Linked DNA regions of Ovis aries: region 1 is linked to region 2. Evidence: chromatin contacts called from public Hi-C data. All regions are on one chromosome and are shown on one strand. The core of a region is the stretch at or near the end of the contact, and the rest is flanking DNA. Distances in the headings are between cores, read along the strand shown. Region 1 overlaps RAB10 (RAB10, member RAS oncogene family). Region 2 holds the start of KIF3C (kinesin family member 3C).

Region 1 (2,801 bases), core at 47-2,546, 110 kb before region 2:
AAACCTCTGCTATGTCCGTCCAGCAGAGATAATCTTGTCAACAAATGTGTACCTTTATTTATTGACTAATAAGGGCTCGATACAGGATCAAACATTTCTTTCACCAAAAAGCCAAAGTTGTTTCTTATGGTTCACAAAAAAAGTGGGAAACACTTTACATGTTTCAGGTAAGAAGACAGTCACTACTAAAACAAGAATTTCTCCTCAGCATGATAGCCTTACCTTGGTGCCCCTGAGTAATCAGCTGACTCCAGTTGTAGTTGGCACAGTCTAGTAGTGTTGGCTGGCAAGTGACTACAGTTGTGTGTTCTGTCTGTCTCGACGCCAGCATGATTCTGCTTCTAAAATGCAGTTTCTTCCAACAATAGCTCTTGAAATTGCCTTCCCAGCTTTCCCTAGTTGAAAAGTTATTCCCCTCTATTTCTGTTCCTCTAATATCCAGTTTGCTATTGCACTATTTTCAGAAGGAATCTTCCATCTTAGACTCCATAAATAAATGAAAACCAAGTCACGCAGTTGGAAATCAAGTTTTGTTTTTATATGAACATAAGTAGACCATCTAGAAATATTTCAGTTTATTTAAATTGTTAAGTAGAATATGAAACCGAATTTGTAGCTAGTACCAGAGAATGGACTTAACTGTTTGGTGTTTAATGAGAACAGCTTCTACACAGGATCCCAAGAGACTTACAGAAAAAGGGGCAAAGCCCTATTATTAAGCAAATAAAACTCAGGTTTCAAACAGGTTATACAAAAATTGATTTATACTCCATTTCCCTTTTTTTTTTTTTGATATTTAGAAAGTGCAGATTTAACAAAAGGTAGCCATATCCTTTCTATGTACAATGCCGATTATAATTTATTGCAAACAACAAAACTGTCAGTCTGTTACCCAAAAATCCCAGTGTTTAGCTCTCAAACCTTAAGTCACTGAATTGAGTAAGGATTAAAGAGGGTTAAAAGTAAAAAAGCTACTGCCACATTCCAGATAAAGAAAAACAACAAACACATTAAAAATTAATCTAACAATAGATTTAACCTAAAACTTTTGAGAAGTTTAACATTATTTCATTATTATTTTTAGTGGAAAATTAGGGATTATTTGGCAATGCTGCTTTTACTAGTAGTAAACAATGATAAAGTCAAGTGAGGGGAAAACCTAACAACCACCACCAGTGAGGCAGATGAAATCACTTTTAGGGCACAATCTGAAAATTCATGGATGTTCACAGCAGATATGTCCCTATGTTGTTTACGTTAGCCAAGAGGTCATTAAAATGCTATCCACGACACAGAAAGACTTTTCAATGGAAGCTGCTGTCCTAAACTCAGCCTCTGCTAGAAATGAATCATGCTATTCACAATTATTTCAACAAAGGTATCATCTTAGGATGCTAGCAGCATAGCAAACTTAACTTACCCTACCCTAATGATAAGCAGTAAAGCAAAACTAGAAAAATGAAGGGGAAAAAATGGCAGGGCAAGAGAGAGCCTAGAGTTTCATATCTTTACATGAAAAGCCTCTGTTGTTCTTTTTTTCAAATCCAGGGTAATACAAGTTTCCCAAAGGGATGTGAAGACAGGACTTAAAATCAGTAACAGCCTAAAGTACTTCTAAATCTTAAGGTAAAGATAACTTAACACTGAAAAAGTGTTCTTCATAGGCCAAATCTCAATATATTTGGCAAACATGTTAATAAATTTCACTCCTCCTTCCCACCTTTTTAAAAACAATTTTGGGCTACCAAACTGCTAGAGGAGTTGCCAAAATGGAGACTATTCAAATTTAGGTTAAAATATTTATTCTAAGAAAGTGAATAGGCTATACACTTAGTTAGAAAGACAAACCACAACACCCTCCAAACACTAGTGCATGCAATTAACTCCTCCATTTCATAAACTCAATGGAGAGAGACAGGAAGGGAACAAAGCGGGAAAGAGAAGAGCAACGTGAAGTCAACAGCAAATGAAGGAACTCGGGACAGAAGCTTTAGGGGAGTGAGAAAATGAGGTGAGGACATGGTTAACTGACATTGGATAGTAGGCAGTTAGGATTTATCTTTCAGTTTACTTAGCAAGTTAAATCAGTGCTTTATGTTAAACTCCACAAACCCACTAGTTTACCCCTTTCATTTTTAAATAACTCACACCACAGGGTGGTGGGGAAGAAGCAAATAAAGCAGCATGCAGGAAGAGACAGGAGGAGAAAGTGGCCGAGGAAAAGAACTGGTGGCAGGAGTAGTTTTAAATGTCAAGGCCACTTAAAACGAGACTCAGCAAACCAAAGCGATCATTTCTGTATTATCCTTTGTCCTCAATTAACTACTTTGAAAATTACAGCCAAGCAAACCACAAACATGTTAATGCTTTATGTTTCGATGATATGTCTCCTGCACATGCTTCCACCAAAACCCCAAAAAAAGGAAAAACCAAAGAAGTTCCTTTCCACATAAGGCACAGGACAAAATTAACCCCATTTACATATTCAAGGCGAAAATGAATGTTTTCCTGGCTTTTTTCTTTTGCTATCACATGTCTATAGATTATAGGGACTCAAGCACATTTATCCATGACAGAAAATTCCACTGTTGTACAAAATAAAATTGTTAATTCTAACTTTTATTCTTATACAATTTGCAGAATAGAGTTGAAATGATTGCTATAGGTTTTAATGTTGATAAGAATTGGACTATAATACAACTGAAATGCAGTGGTGAGCTGAGCAAGTACATTTAAAAATGAACTCACAGACATGATTCTTCTATACAATTTTTGTTTGAGGAAAATTATAAAGTCAGCAA
Region 2 (2,880 bases), core at 54-2,553:
AATGAGGCCTGGGGTTTATCAGGCGCTTGCTGTTGTTTGTTGTTCAGTCACCCAGTTATGTTCGACTCTTTGCAACCCCATGAACTGCAGCATGCCAGGCCTCCCTGTGCCTCACCACCTCCCAGAGTTTGCCCAAGTTCATGTCCATTGCATCAGGGATGCCATACAGACATCTCATCCTCTGATGCCCTCTTTCCCTTCTGCCCTCAATCTTTTCCAGCATCAGGGACTTTTCCAATGAGTCAGCTGTTTGCATCAGGTGACCAAACTACTGGAGCTTCAGCATCAGTCCTTCCAATGAGTATTCAGGATTGATTTCCTTGGAGACTGACTGGTTTGAATTCCTTTTTGTCCAAAGGACTCTTAGGAGTCGTCCCCAGCACCACAGTTAGAAGGCATCAATTCTTTGGTGCTCTGCCTTCTTTATAGTCCAGCTCTCACAAACAAATGTGACCACTGGGAAGACCATAGCCTTGACTATACAGACATTTGTTGGCAGAGTGATGTCTCTGCTTTTCTGTTCAAAGGAATGAATGTCTAGAATATAGATTCTCTATAGGAGAGTAGCTGGAAGTGAGGCTGGGAAGTGGCAGGAGTCAGAAGATGGAGAGGCTTTAATACAATATGGAAGGCTGGTGTTGGAGGAGGAGAGGGGACCAGAGTGCATGTGCAGAAAGGATGCTAAGAGAGAATCATCTGGAAGGTGGTTCCAGGAGAGAGAAAAGGAAGGCCAGAAGTAAACCAGGGCAGGGAGAGGAAAAGACAGTCAAGAAGAATTTCTGCGTTAGAATGCCTGGCAACACCCTGAAGGGGAGGGGGGTGACATGTAGGGGTCTGGAGGCAGAAAGGCAGGAGCAGGAGAGAGAGAGAGAGAGAGAGAGAGAGAGAGAGAGAGAGAGGATGCTGGCTGTGGAGGAAACAGGTGTGGGCAGTGGATACCCCGCATCCTCCAGCAGCTAGGCTGCAACCTCAACAGTCACTCCGGAGGCTGCAGGCCAGAGAAGGAGGGGCCTCTCGGACTGGAGAAGTCATTAGCAACCTGCCAGAACCGGGTTAACAAAGGCAGGACTACAACTCCCAGCATGCCCCGCCCCAGTGGGGTGACGGCGGGCGGTGGCTGCGCTGCACCCGCTTGGTGGGCGCAGGACCTGGGTCGGCACCGGAGCCTGTCATTCCGGAGGGGGGCGGTCTGCGTGGCGGGGGGGCGGTGCGGGCGGGCGATGCACTCGGGTCCCCAGCGCACTGGCCGCGCCCGGCTCGCGTCTCCCGCCCCGCGGCCCCGCCCCTTGCCCCACCCCAGCCGGGCGGTTTAGCTGGGGCCGCAGAGCGGCGGCAACATCATTCTCGCCGCGGCTGCTCCGCCCCATCCCCTTCTGTTTTTCTCTCTCATTCTCCGGTGGCGACGGCGGGGAAGGCGGAGGCAGAGGCTGCGGCAGCCGCGCTGGCTGCAATGAATGATCCCCCAGCTGGGGGAGAGGACTCCAGGTGAGCCTCTGCCCTTGGGAGGGCCGGGACCCCCGGCCCCCCAGAACCTGCAGCACCCTTCCCCCCATCCCCCGCCATGGATCTCTAGAGGAGGAGGAGGACGAGAAGACAGCTCTGCCGCCCACCCCCATCCCATTTTCCTCTTCCTTTATCTCATTGTTGCCCGTCGCTGTTTACGGCAGCGCTCCCTCTGCCCCAGCATGGGGCGGGCTCTGGGTACTGCCGTTCGGCAGGCGCTGCTCCCGCGGCTGCCCGGCGATTCTGCCTAATTCTCCCTCCGCAGCCGGTGCAGCGAGGACCGGAGAGCGGTGGAGGCCCGGACTGCAGTAGCGGCAGGGCCAGCTCCCAGCATCTCCACCCTAGGAGGCTGCATGCGGGTTGAAGAACGGTGCCTGGGGGCTGGGCCGGCCCCGCTGATCCCGACCTAGGAAGGACAGCAGGACTAACCAGGCTGCGGAGGGGGTCCGGGGGTGGGGGGTGTGCAGGAAGGACAGAGCAGCAAGATGGCCAGTAAAACCAAGGCCAGCGAGGCCCTGAAGGTGGTGGCCCGGTGCCGCCCCCTCAGCCGGAAGGAGGAGGCTGCTGGTCACGAGCAGATCCTGACCATGGACGTGAAACTAGGCCAGGTGACCCTGCGGAACCCCCGCGCTGCCCTGGGGGAGCTGCCCAAGACCTTCACCTTTGATGCCGTGTATGATGCCAGCTCCAAGCAGGCAGACTTGTATGATGAAACCGTGAGGCCCCTGGTAGACTCGGTGCTTCAAGGTTTCAACGGCACCGTCTTTGCCTATGGACAGACAGGCACGGGCAAGACCTACACCATGCAGGGGACCTGGGTGGAGCCCGAGCTCCGCGGGGTCATCCCCAATGCCTTTGAGCATATCTTCACCCACATCTCGCGCTCCCAGAACCAGCAGTACTTGGTCCGGGCCTCCTACCTGGAGATCTACCAGGAGGAGATTCGAGACCTGCTCTCCAAGGAGCCCGGCAAGAGGCTGGAGCTGAAGGAGAACCCTGAGACAGGCGTCTACATCAAGGACCTGTCCTCCTTCGTCACCAAGAATGTCAAGGAGATAGAGCACGTGATGAACCTGGGGAACCAGACCCGGGCAGTGGGCAGCACACACATGAATGAGGTCAGCTCCCGCTCCCATGCCATCTTCGTCATCACCGTGGAGTGCAGTGAGCGTGGCTCGGATGGCCAGGACCACATCCGTGTGGGCAAGCTCAACCTGGTGGACTTGGCTGGTAGCGAGAGGCAGAACAAAGCAGGCCCCAACACCACTGGAGGGACCACCACACAGCCCACTGGTGGTGGCGGTGGTGGAGGGGGTGGAGGCAGTGGTGGAGAGAGGCCGAAGGAAGCCTCCAAAATCAACCTGTCGCTGTCCGCCC

The links. Hi-C and Micro-C count contacts between places; a contact is called where the count stands out from the background.
Region 1: a Hi-C map of hypothalamus shows a contact between it and region 2, with 7 times the contacts expected there. The contact joins the enhancer-like site here to the promoter of KIF3C in region 2. A contact is called at or near these places in 15 of 16 Hi-C or Micro-C datasets (blood, hypothalamus, liver and 7 more).

What each region holds. Positions count from the first base shown.
Region 1 is chr3:33,378,661-33,381,461 of ARS-UI_Ramb_v3.0, reverse strand. RAB10 (RAB10, member RAS oncogene family) reads right to left here. Exons shown (of 6, transcript NM_001161861.1): 6 at 2,609-2,801. Among named protein-coding and RNA genes, the nearest start is that of GAREM2, 24 kb to the left of the region's middle. Within about 2 kb of position 1,296, at least 1 of the 54 cell types and tissues checked has an H3K27ac peak or open chromatin away from gene starts, as enhancers often do. A contact at or near this core is called in hypothalamus, where this site is marked.
Region 2 is chr3:33,267,742-33,270,621 of ARS-UI_Ramb_v3.0, reverse strand. It overlaps KIF3C (kinesin family member 3C), which reads left to right and starts at 1,303. Exons shown (of 8, transcript XM_027966582.3): 1 at 1,303-2,880. The coding sequence starts at 1,989.